Regions from separate parts of the Sus scrofa genome. Here region 2 is linked to region 1. The links are chromatin contacts, called in public Hi-C maps. All regions are on one chromosome and are shown on one strand. The core of a region is the stretch at or near the end of the contact, and the rest is flanking DNA. Distances in the headings are between cores, read along the strand shown.

Region 1 (6,143 bases), core at 1,469-3,968:
AAACCATGTCACTAGAGGTACAGTTATTCTGGTATGGGCATTTTCTCTAAAAGACCTGAAAAACATTGTTGGGCTGGTCCCATTGACCCCTGGAGATCAATGGGAGGGGGAGGTGGGCAGCAGCTTGGCAGCAACCAATGCTCAAGGCAGTACTGCAGGATGCAAGGGCAGCAGGCTAGGAGGACAGAGACAGGAGAAATATAACAAGACGACATGACCCAATAGCTAAGTGGTGAACCCGTGTAGAATAATTATTCTACATTTTATTTTAAGTGTTAGTTTTTGCCAGATCTTGAAATCTTTCAGAGCTCAGTCTGCAGTGGGTTCATCCCCATTTACATTAACATTTGCTAGTGAGCCAAGGACCATACAGAGAAATAACAAGAAAGAAACACTGACAGAAACACAGATTCAGAGAAAGGGGAATTACAGAAGGAGATACACATAAAGAGATACATAGACAGTTTGAGAAAATAGATGAAAAATAGAGGAAGACAGAAAGCAATTGAGGAGGGAAGAACAGAGAGAGAGACCTATTAAGACATCCAAGACCCAGCTAGTGTTCTGGGAGAAGCTAGCTGGCTCCCCTAGGACGAAAATCAGGCCGTCCTGGATTGAGCCTCCCAGGATTAAGAACCTAAGAGAAACCACAAAGATTCATTGTTTTGTTTATCCGGAGGTTTTGGCTCCTGGCAACTTCGGTGCCGACGTTCTGACACACTGCCTGAGCTCCCCCTGCTGGCGGCTCTGCAGAATCTCACCGTCTGGTTCCAGAGTGGGATCAGATTACGTAAGTCTTCTTCGAGATTGGCCCACCGTTTTCCTTTTTTATTTTATTTTTTATTTTTTTTTATTTTCTCAAGTTCCTAGTTCTCCGAAGTCTGTCCTGGGAGACCCAGCCCAAATAAGAGTGCAAGCGGGAGACTGGCTGAGCAAACGCTAGCTGAACATGTGCGACATACAAAGTGCTGTGGAAAGGCCTTTAGGGAGTTTATTTGGCCTTTAGTCTTCTCACTTCAAGTGTCCGTTAGAATTAAACTGACCTTCTGGGGATGGAGTGAGGGCACTTTCCTGCCCAGTTCTGACCAACTAGACCAGCTTTCCAAAGTAAGTCCTGGGAAATGCCTACGAGGGCAACAGTGATGGCGCGCCCTTCTTTTTTCCCTTCTCTTTCTCCCTGTTCATCTTCTTCCCCGCACAAAGAAGAGGAATTGCATTGTGCAAAACTCCTGGGACGGGAAGGAGAGAAACACAAATCTCCCCAAATGCCAAGCCGATCTTACTGCTAAGAATAACCTTTATCTCGGGAAGAAAGACAGAAGACCTGCCTCTCTTTCTTCCTCCCCGCTTCCCCCCAACCCCCACACTCTGTCGATGGTGGATTTTAAAGGGGCAGCAGCACCCACGCCTAAGAATACACTGAGCGCTGTTTTTCCTAAAGTGCTTGAGTTTTTGAGTCACAAAGTCCAGAGAGGGGCAACGTGGGAGGAGAGAACTTGAGTCCAGAGGACCAGGGACAGAGGTGAGGGAGGAGGCAAGAGGGAAATGGAGGGGAAGAGCAAGATCAGGACACAGGGATCTCTGTTCCACCCTGATCCTAGGCTTCTGCAGCCCTGAGGAGCAGACTGACAGGGGTAGGCAGACCCTTTGGGGGAGGGTGACCCTGGGGTGGGCAGTGGGCCCCCCACTCTGGCTGTATTTGAGGATCACCTTGAGGGAGGGGGCAGATTTCCAGACCTCTGGCTAGGATGTATGCTCACAGAAAGGAGTCCTTGTTCCCCTAAAAACCCGAACCATCTCTTGTCAAGGACTCTGGAACATCAGAAAGGATTCCCTTCTTTTGTTAACTAAAAACTAAATAGATTCTTACAGTGACCTGCATTGCAGAAAGTAGCAATGGCCCTTGGAAAAATGGAGCCACTTCTTTAGTCCTCTGTTCTGCCCTTGTCCACTGTTTCTTTCTCTTACCCACCTTCCCTCCCCTAGCTTTTTCCTTTCATCATGGGTTCAGCCTTTTGCTCACACTATCTTGTGGTCTCCCCAGGCTCTGGCTTCCTTCTCACTCACCTTTCATGTTCTCCTGCATTTGCTTCCTGGGCCAGAGTGCCCTCCTTGTGGAAGCAAGAGAAAGAAAGGATTGTCATGTCTGCTTGGGATCCCCAGATGCCTGATGCCACATAGCCTTTGAACAGGGCAAATGGATACCCTACAGAGCTTGAGGAGAGTCTATCTCTGGGTCTTTCTTTACTCACACTCAGTCTACAAACTACCACTGGAAAACTACTGGACGGTTGACAGCCCATACATTGTAGTACCTTCTATCTTGAACAGCCCTTGTCCATTTCTACCATGCGAAAGCATTTTAGTGACTCATGAGTCAATAGGAGCAGAAGTGCCTGGGCAGTGTGATAATAATAATGGTTATTTATCACAAATGAAAGTTATATTTCTATATAACTGAAACTGATCCAGTTCTGCTATTGTCAAATAAAAGGAAAAAGCCTAAAAACATCAAAAAGTAAAAAATTAAAGAGGAACACTTTTCAGAAGATGTCATTTCTTTGTATTTCTCTAGCTAAATAAATTGTAGCAATTTCCAAAATGTTCCTGGAGAAGAAACGATTTTAGAAGCAAACTCTTCAGTGGCTTTGTGGTGTGGGTTTGGGCTGCTTGTGACCAGTAGAGGGCAGACTTCAGTTGTAAATGGGAGCCTGCAGAGTGGACAACAGGGGAGAAAGGGCAATTTAGGATTCCAAGGTTGTAAACTGTTTATTTCATGCTACGCATAGCCCAGAGATCATAATCTAAGATTCTTGACATGACACGAGAGACTAGATTCCAGGAAATCAGTTCTAAGCAGGGAATGACATAACTGTCGATGTTGCTTTGCTTCTAAGATTAAAGCCTAGGCAGAAAAGGCTAGTTTTGCATACCTCCTCTGGGCGCTGCAAGCTGCTGTTTGTGAGTCACCCCAGTGACTAATCCCCAGCCTGGGTCTGCCACAGTCCTTCAAAGATGTAGACTGTTTAGAATGGAGATGGTTGTATCTGACTTGGAAAAGCAGGTGTGGTATCCAGTACTTGGTGAAGTTCCTGCGGCTGGTCATTCCCTTTTGTTTAATGACCATAGAGAAACCTGTTCCCTGGGAAACAGAGATAAGAATGAAGACCATTAAAATGTTTCTTTAAGATCTGAGCCAGCCTAGCAACGCCACTTCTAGATACATATCCCAGAGAATTGAAAACATATGTCCACACAAAAACTTGTGTAGGAATGTTCATTATTCATCAGAGCCCAAAATTAGAGGCAACCCAAGTGTCCACTGACTGGTGAATGAATAAGCAAAATGTGGTTTATCCCTACAATCAATTAGCCAGTCAAAAAGGAGTGAGGTACTGATACCTGTTACAACGTGGATAAACCTGGAATCTAATTGAGAGAAGCCAGTCACAAAGGACCACATATTGTGTGGCTCCATTCGTATGAAATGTCCAAAATAGGCAAATTCATGGAACAGAAAATGGATTAGTGGTTGCCAGGGTCTGGGGAAAAGGAGGACTCGAGAATGACTATTAACGAGTATGTATTTCTTTTGGGGGTGATAAAAATATAAGGAAAATAGAGAGTAGTGATGTATGACTCTGCAAATAAACTAAAAAAACAATGAACTTTACACTTTCAAAGGTGAATTATATCTCAATAAAACTGCTATTTTAAAAAAAATGTTTTGGAGTTCCTGCTGTGGTACAGTGGGATTGGTGGCATCTCTGGAGTGCTGGGCCCCAAGCTCGGCCCAGTGGGTTAAGGATCTGGTGTTGCTACAGCTGTGGCATAGCTTGCAACTGTGGCTCAGATATGATCCCTGGCCCAGGAGCTCCATATGCTGTGGGGCAGACAAAAAAGAAAAAAAAAAAAGATTTTGACCAGAGCAGATGTAATAGAGGGAAACTCAAAGCAGGAAATAAGGAGAATATAAAGAAAATATTTGACTCTGGGAGAGCCAGTCCTACCCCGAAGCTAAAAAATATTTTGAATGATATCAGTAGATTTAGTGCACAATGGAAACAGAGGTAGCCAAACTCACTAAAGGAAGCAAGAAGAATCATCCACATAGCTGAACAGCTCCTGCACCTTCTTCAACTAAGTAATGTGTAAAGGGTTGACACCTCTCTAATCATGCAGTCATGGTAACATGGGTGCAATTTCAGTCAAGGCAAGAGAGCCACCTTTGTGTTGATGTCACAGTGACCCCCGCGCAGAGGGACATAAGGGAGAATCACACTCCTCAGGTCACAGTAACAAGAAAGACTTTTAGGGATCTCAGGAGCTGGTGAGGAAGGAAGGTGATAATAGTTAAGTCGTCAGCTCAGCTGCCAGGGGCCTCACAGTCACACCTGAGTTCCAGGTGTATTGTCAATAACGCCCACAGAGCCTAGAAGCTTGTGCTGTGTTCCTCCCAAGCCCCCTAAGAGCTATGAGAGCTCTTAGTAAATACTTGGAAGAAGTGGAGGAATGACGACATAGATGAGCACACAACTGAAAAGGCCCTATGAAGTGCCCTGGGATGACTGGAGCCATGGCCAGTATAACTTTGGTCAACACATGAGTGAGTGAGAAAGGCAAGGAGAAATGACTTTATTCGCCCATTCTTTATCAGAAGATAAAGATGATTCACAGATCACTGGGCCTGCCTTGTTGAGCCTTAAAGCATTACTCAGGCCAAGTTCCCAGGCACACCTGCACGTGTCCTTCTAGAACAGCGTGCTTGATGTGTCTTTCACTTCTTGCCTTTATCCAATTCCTGGACAGAAACTGTAATATGTTAACATCATTGTGTGCTAACGAATCAAAAATTGTTTCATTCCTAAAATGCACTGTGAAGAAACTCTATGAGAATGTATGTCTGTTAAGATTTATGTTTAGATTAAAAAAAAAAAAAAAAGCACTTTCCGGTTCTGTAATTGCTTATGGTGACAAGGGAGAGCAATGATACTGGAGTATAGTAAATATTTTCCAGTCCTATGTTTTTCTCCAAGTCTGGTCCTCTGGGTGAATGTTAACGCATTTTAGGGAACCAGGGACTGTGTCTAACTATGTCTTGTGAAACTTGCTTAATTATAGATTTGGCCAAGAGACGGGAACTCGGTAACTAATTATGTACCTAGAACTTCAAACAGACATTGGAACAGAGCTCATAACGCTTCCAGTTATTCAGTAAATAAGGGATTAAAAACCATGGCCCAAATACCAATTGTTTTTAATAAATTATGAGTTCAGAAGTAGAAAGAATTAGATTTGGGAGTTGGGCAGATCAGGATTTAACATTTGGCCATTTCCTTTTTTTATTCCTCTAGGAAATGTGTATTCATCTCCTACTAGGTACTATACACTGTTAGGCACTGAAGATAGAAGCAGGAAGGTGAAAATTAGTCTCTATCCTCAGGGAGCTTACAGTCCAACAGCTACATGAAATACTTATCTTAAAAAAGTTGCTAAACATCTCTGCATCCAAATCTGTAAGATGGGGAAAAAAAAATGATACTAATTTGAAAGTTGTAGGAAGGATTAGGTTGAGTAACACAAACAAAATGCCTAGGATATTGCATTTTAAAAAATCATGACTTATTTTTCCCTTATGTACACCCACTGGTAAACATTTATTATTTGCTACCACATGCTACTACCACCTTTAATTGAACATTTCTAACTTAAAGTGAGACCAAACGGGTCAGTGCTTTGAATGAAAACCCCAAAGCAAGTCCATTAGGAAATGGTATGTGTTATAGTTGGGAATATGCGGGTTGGCATCAGAGAGATCTTTGTTAGGAACCAACTTGGCCACTTACTGATGTGGGAAAAGTCTTTAACCTCTTTAGGCTTGGTGGGTTAGCTCAGTTGGTTAGAGAGTGGTGCTAATAATAACCTCACTAAGCTTCACTTTCCTCCTCAGCAAAGCAGGGCTAAGAATGCTATCCTCATGGAGTTGTTGGGAGGTTAGATGAGAAACACCAGAGAGCATCACAAGTAATAATCATAAGGTATTATTTTGTGAAATATTTTTACATATCATATATGTGTGTTGATTTATGTATTTTGATGCACAATTTAAAACATTTTCTTTTAATGTGGGCCATGGTCCAAAA
Region 2 (6,471 bases), core at 2,905-5,404, 330 kb before region 1:
AAAGTGAATTCAAACTGACAATTGTGAAATATCTTGCAGGGGCCAGGAGAGGTCCTAGTGACTTAAGAAATAGGTATGAACAACAGAGTCCTTGCCTTCAAGAAGCTTACAATTGAACAAAATAAGCTTTAAGTGGTAAACACTGAATGCTACATGGATCTTTTTTTTTTTTCCTGTCTTTTTGACTTTTCTAGGGCCGCTACCTCGGCATATGGAGGTTCCCAGGCTAGGGGTCTAATCGGAGCTGTAGCCACCAGCCTACACCAGAGCCACAGCGACTCGGGATCTGAGCTGTGTCTGTGACCTACACCACAGCTCACGGCAACGCTGGATCCTTAACCCACTGAGCAAGGCCAGGGATCGAACCTGCAACCTCATGGTTCCTAGTTGGATTCATTAACCACTGAGCCACGACCGGAACTCCACATGGATCTTGATAGGAAGGGGAAAACTTGGTTTGGACACTGTAATGGGTTGAATTGCATTCCTCTGAAACTTGTATACTGAAGTCCTAACCCCCAATACCTCAAATGTGACCTTATCTGGGGAGGGGCCTTTACAGAGGGAAGTCAATTACAGGGAGGTCATTAGGGTACATACTGGGAAGAGAGGCCTGGACTAGATCTGTCACAGCTCTCAGAAGGAATCAGTCTCGCTGATATCTTGATTTTGGACTTCTAGTGTCCAAACGGAGACAAGTTCTGTTGTTTAGGTCACCCCGTCTGTGGTACTTTGTTACGATAGCCCTAGAAAAATAATATCGAGACTCAGTGGCTCCCTTCTGCTTTTGTACAAGCTGGTGAGAAAAATCCTGGGTGGATGTAAATTAAATGTTTGTAGAGTTTAGATTTACTAGACAGTTGATAAGTTTATTCATCCATTCCCTGTTCCTTTACCCTGGTTTATTTATTTTTTTTATTACACTTACCACTATCTGGGAAATTTTATCTTTTATCTACTTGTTCACTGTTTCTCCACCTGCTTTGTAATAGATGTGCAATGAATATTTAAAAAAAAATTTTTTTTTTGGCCACATCCCCGTCATGCAGAAATTCCAGGGCCAGGGATTGAACTGCACCATAGCAGTGACCTGAGCCACAGCAGTGACAATGCCAGATCCTTAATTCGCTGAGCCACCAGAGAACTCCAATAAATATTTTTTGAATAAGAATTTATCCTGTCCTGGAGTCCCCTCATGGCTTAGTGGGTTAAGGATCTGGTGTTGTCACTGCTGTGGCTCTGGTAACATCTGCGGCCTGGGCTCAATCCTTGGCCTGAGAACTTCCGCATGCCACGGGTGAGGCCCCCCCCCCAAATAAAATAAAAACAAAACCAAAAAGAACTGATCCTCTCTTGTTCCATTGCCCCCTCCCTCCATTAATATTTAAGCACCTCTTACGTCTATTGTGTGCACAGCATCTCATGCTCATCTCTATCGTAAACACAAAGAGGTTCAAAGAATGGCTCCTGTCTCTGAGGAGTCTGTGATTTCAGGAGAGCATGCCCATGTGAGGACCACATTCCACTGGCAGGCAGCGGGTGAGTGTGTGCTGGGCAGCGGTTGGATCAATGCTGTCATGGAAAAGGGGCACATCAGGCTGAGGTGTGTGGAAAGGCTCACGGAGGAGGAGGAGGAAGAGGAGCTGCATTTGAGATGATGGGAGGGAAATGAGAGGATACAGGGGAGGAGAATGTTTAGAGTCCACCTACCTTCCCTAACACCCGAAGGCTACATTTAGGAAGAAGTAAGATTGTTCCAGTTCAGGAGGTGGGCTAAGCATAGGGATGGAGATGCCGGCAGGACCCAGAAGCTTCATTCTGATATCCTTGGAGATCAGAAGCAAAGCCCAGGGTCTTTCAACTTTGGCTGCACATGAAATCACTTTGAGAACTTAAAATACCAGTGTCAAGACCCTACCATGATCTGGGACATCGTGAAAACTGTAGGCAAGGCTTCAGAGAGGAGACCTTTCTAGGATATGGACTGACAGCAGTGGATTCTGGATGTAGGACCCAGATCACTCTGGCCCAACCAGGAGACTCCTGAAGTTCCAGAGTGTCAGGGATAACTGCTGGAAATAAGACATCTGGCTGCATTCCATTGGCAGGGGCCCCTTTTCCTGAGAGAAAAAGTGTCTGCTTGTGACATTAGAAGAATGTGTTGACAGGCCTGTATCCTGTTTCTGATTCTTTCCTGTATTTTATGCTGGGAGCAGTAGCAACAACAGCAGAAGCAACCTGGTCTCCCTTTTTTTTAGGACCCTTCAGCTTCCTGTAGGTTTCATAGATGGGAACCATCCAGAGGAGTGGTTTTCATCACTGCTGATTTTTATTTGTTTGTTTTGAGGATGTTGGGGAAATTGGATCCAGGCTTTTAGGGGGTCTTACTACTTGGGTCCTGTTAGCTTAATTTCTTCCAGCATTTAATCTCTACAGCCCTATCATAATGCCTTGCATAGAGTGGACTCTCAACCCATGAGACAGCAGAAATCCTCTGAAATGCTCAACTTAAATTACAGCCTGAAAGAAAAATGCTGCCAAATTCCTTTTTGTTTGCTCAAGAGCCACTTGGTACAACAGAAAGGTGGGAACAAACAGAGAGTTGGTCAGTCTTCAAAATAAACCTAGAAATGTTGAGATCTCCGAGGCAGCAGGCACTACGCAAGATACTGTGGACATGCAATGATGAATTAGACATGGCTTTTGACCTCCAGTTCCTGATCCTCTAGTTGGAGAGGCAAGAAATGAGCATGTGGGAAGTTAACAATAAAGAACTTATATAACAGCCCAAGATAATAAATTCTGAGACCTGGGAGTTTCTGTTGTGGTGCAACAGAAACAAATCCGACTAGTATCCATGAAGATGTGGGTTTGATCCCTGGCCTTGCTCAGTGGGTTAAGGATCTAGCGTTGCCTGAGCTGTGGTGTAGGTTGCAGATATGGCCTGGATCTTCGTTGCTGTGGCTGTGGCTGTGGCTGTGGCTGTGGCTGTGGCTGGCAGCTGTAGCTCCAATTCGCCCCCTAGCCTGGGAACTTCCACATGCTGTGGGTGTGGCCCTAAAAAAAAAATTTTTTTTTCTCAAACTATTTGGAACTAGTCAGAAGAAAGCAAGGTCACTTCAAGCTGGTATAGTTAGAAGGAAGAAGAGAAGAGCTGCTGCTGCAAACAAAAGTGAGAGCCTGAAGTGTGCACTGGCACGCCCTGCTTAAGCTATAGTAAGCCTATTCAGTAGGAGCCAGGTGGGGAGTTTTAGGCAAGTTGAGAATGAGGGACGGTAGAGCTTCATGAGGGAGGGCCTCCAGCCCGAAACCAAGGTGAGAGTGCATCCTGTGGGAAGTGGGAGCAATGAAAGTTTTTCAGCAAAGTGGAAACTTGGGTTGAAGCGATTCCATGGCCCTCCCCCCAGTCTCGGCAGGAGCCCCAAGGTCTGCACTGCTTCTAGTCATCATAGTGTCTTCTGGGACCCTTGTGCAACATCATCTTTTTGTGCCACTTCAAGGGCGTGCCACTTGAGAAGAAATTTCAGATCAGAGGACTGGGCTTGGTCCTTTTTTTGCGGGGAAGGGAGGGGGGCCATGCCTTCGGCATCCATAAGTTCTGAGACCAGGGATCAAATCAAAGCTGTACCGGTGACCCAAGCCACAGCAGTGACAATGCCTTAGCCACACAGCACCACCAGGGAGCTCTAGTTTGGGTCTTTCTAAACAAGGGACTTGATTTGGAGTTCCTGTTGTGGCTCAATGTAACGAATCTGATGAGTATCCATGAGTATGTGGGTTTGATCCCTGGTCTCACTCAGTGGGTTAAGGATCCAGTGTTGCTATGAGCTATGGAGCAGGTCGCAGACATGGCCCAGATCTGGTGTTGCTGTGGCTGTGGTGTAGGGTGGTAGCTGCAGCTCCCATTCCACCCCTAGCCTGGGAACTTCCATATGGCGCAGGAGTGGCCCTAAAAAGCGAAAAAACAAAAAAACAACAAAAAAATCAACCCCCCCCAAAACAAGGGACTTGCTTGTTTTCAATATCATGTATGTTTGGCACTGAACTTCCTGAAGAGGGCAGGAGTGACCAGGTAGCTTTAGAAAGCTCCTTTTCATCCTTCAAGACACTGTTCAATGACTCAGCAATAGAGGGTTTTGCAATAGGCTTACAGAACCAGACCAGCTTGCTTTTCCTCAGGAAACCTTGGTGTCCTAAGAAAACCTCAGCCTGCCCTGTCAGGCTGAAATGCCTCTGTCTTCTGGTAGCATGCCTGTAGCACATGCTCTAGAACCAGCATTGAGGTGTCCAAAAAGGGCTTTGGAATCAAATTCAAACTCTGGCTCTGCCGCTAACCAGTTGTATGACTTTGGGCAAGTTACCTATCCTCTGCGATGTACAGTTTCCTCATCTGTAAAACAGAAATATAACTACTTTGTGGGGGTAATTATGTCTTAAACGAGGTAAGTATCAAGTGGCAGATAATAGGCATCCTATATTTTGTCTTCTCTGTTATAAAGTTCATCATATTTCTGTAAAGGAAATTAGTTGTCTTTTGGCTCCACCCTAAAAAAAAAAAATCAGATTTCCTGACTTTTCAGTTGCACCTTTCCCTAGGCCTGCCCAGATATGAATCCTGCAAGGAGATGTGTCCTCCACAGGAAGTGAGTCTGACCTAGAAGGGGTTCAGGGAGAAAATTATGTTGTCCTAGAAGTGGGCCAAACCAAAGGGCCATCCTTACGTTATCAGATCTGTTTAGAAGACCCTTCCATCAAGAACAAGTTGGACACAGGAATGGGGATTTTGGTATAAGGCAAGAAAACATGAAGAGGATTTTTAAATCTAAAGCCAAACAATTTCATAAGATAAGTGCTAATATACTGTTTACCATGGGCCAGGCATAGTTCATACCAATAATTAATATTAATTCACTGAACCCTCCTAACTACATGAGGTAGGTGTTATTATCCCAATTTACAGTTGGGGAAACTGAGCCATAAAGAGGTTATGCAACTTGCTAAAAGTTACATAGTCACATGGGTGACTTTAAGCCCTGGAATTGCATGGGGAAAATTAGTAGGAGAATTAGTGGGGAAGGGAGCCCACCTAGAATGCCTTCTTTTGAGAAAGGGTCCAGGCACTATCACAGAGCATTTAAACTTCAGTGAATCCCATCAACATTATTGTCCATGGTCAGATAGGTAAGCTCTGCTTCCTAGGTGACCTCAGCTCTTTTGAGCAGCCCCTCTGGGGTCCCTCTTGAGACAGTTCTGGCCAGGCCACTCCTCTTTTTTCTTTTGACAAATGTCTGCTGAGCATCAACCCATGTACCAGGCAGAGTGCTGGGTGCTCAAGACACCAAGATAATGATAACAAGTTGTAGGCTCAAGAAGCTCAGTCTAGCGGGGAAAGGAGAGAAATGAACCAATAGTTGTGTACACAATGAAGAAAGGGCTCTGCAAGGGTATCCTTGCCCTTCTTCCCTTGGCTCAGACTGGAGAGAGGCAATGTCCACAAAGCTAAGCAGGTGCTTTTTGTATTTGTCTCCCTCCCTCCTTCACCACACCACCCTCTCTGCCTCTGTTCTTTGGACTTGTCCTCCTTGCCTTCTTTTTTTTCTGCCCTCTTGCTTTTCTCTTAGTTACCTACAGACTTTTCCAGGGCTTTTCCCAAGCACTTATTCTTTAAGCCAATGTGGACTGCTAGTATATTAGGACATGCAAAGGTAACTCAAAGAATGGAAAGGATCGGGAAGCACTGACCTAGATCTTGTCCGTGGTGACACTGGCATGTCCTGTCTTTTTGTGACCTCAGTAGTGAACTGAACATCCCAAGGTGTTCCCTTATTCAAATGCAGTGTCGGAGTTCCCATTGTGGCTCAGTGGTTAACGAATCTGACTAGGAACCATGAGGTTGCGGGTTCCATCCCTGGCTTGCTCAGGGGGTTAGGGATCTGGCGTGGCTGTGACCTATGCTGTAGGTCGCAGACGCGGCTCGGATCCTGAGTTGCTGTGGCTCTGGCGTAGGCCAGAGACTACAGCTCTGATTAGACCCCTAGCCTTTGAACCTCCATATGATGCGGGAAGCGGCCCTAGAAAAGGCAAGAAAAGACCAAACAAACAAACAAACAAACCACAGATGCAGTGTGGCTGGGGATGCTAACATCAGATACAATTCAGGGAGAAAGATCAGAGTGGGTACCAGAGATGAGAAAGTAACCTCTCTCCTACTTTCAGCCCCAAAGATGTGTTAGACCTTAACAGAGCTTAGATGGTGTTACTGGGAAAAATGCAGCAGGCGGAGGCAACAGAGAAACTGCTTTGTTGGGGGCTCTGAAAGAGGGGACTCAGGAAAGCCATGGTGAAAAAATGATCAGACTGTCCTCCTGCTAATACTGCTTGTTACTTAGTTACAATCTTGAGAAAAACATCTTTAAGAGAACACCTTATCACAAAAACCTTCTTCTTTCTTTCCCATTAACTCTGTCACTC

What was found. A called contact is a pair of places that touch in the nucleus more often than the background predicts.
Region 2: a Hi-C map of embryonic fibroblasts shows a contact between it and region 1, with 3 times the contacts expected there. The contact joins two enhancer-like sites. A contact is called at or near these places in 4 of 47 Hi-C or Micro-C datasets (embryonic fibroblasts, fibroblasts and omental adipose tissue) and 2 of 2 datasets of contacts at active chromatin or transcription factors (alveolar macrophages and skeletal muscle).

The regions. Positions count from the first base shown.
Region 1 is chr13:139,746,371-139,752,513 of Sscrofa11.1, reverse strand. It overlaps LOC102162379 (a long non-coding RNA gene), which reads right to left. Exons shown (of 5, transcript XR_001303087.2): 4 at 2,934-3,142; 5 at 1-2,711. Among named protein-coding and RNA genes, the nearest start is that of NDUFB4, 19 kb to the right of the region's middle. Within about 2 kb of position 2,718, at least 35 of the 83 cell types and tissues checked have an H3K27ac peak or open chromatin away from gene starts, as enhancers often do. A contact at or near this core is called in alveolar macrophages, embryonic fibroblasts and omental adipose tissue, where this site is marked.
Region 2 is chr13:140,075,839-140,082,309 of Sscrofa11.1, reverse strand. No RefSeq gene overlaps it. Among named protein-coding and RNA genes, the nearest start is that of GSK3B, 58 kb to the left of the region's middle. Within about 2 kb of position 4,154, at least 9 of the 83 cell types and tissues checked have an H3K27ac peak or open chromatin away from gene starts, as enhancers often do. A contact at or near this core is called in alveolar macrophages, embryonic fibroblasts and omental adipose tissue, where this site is marked.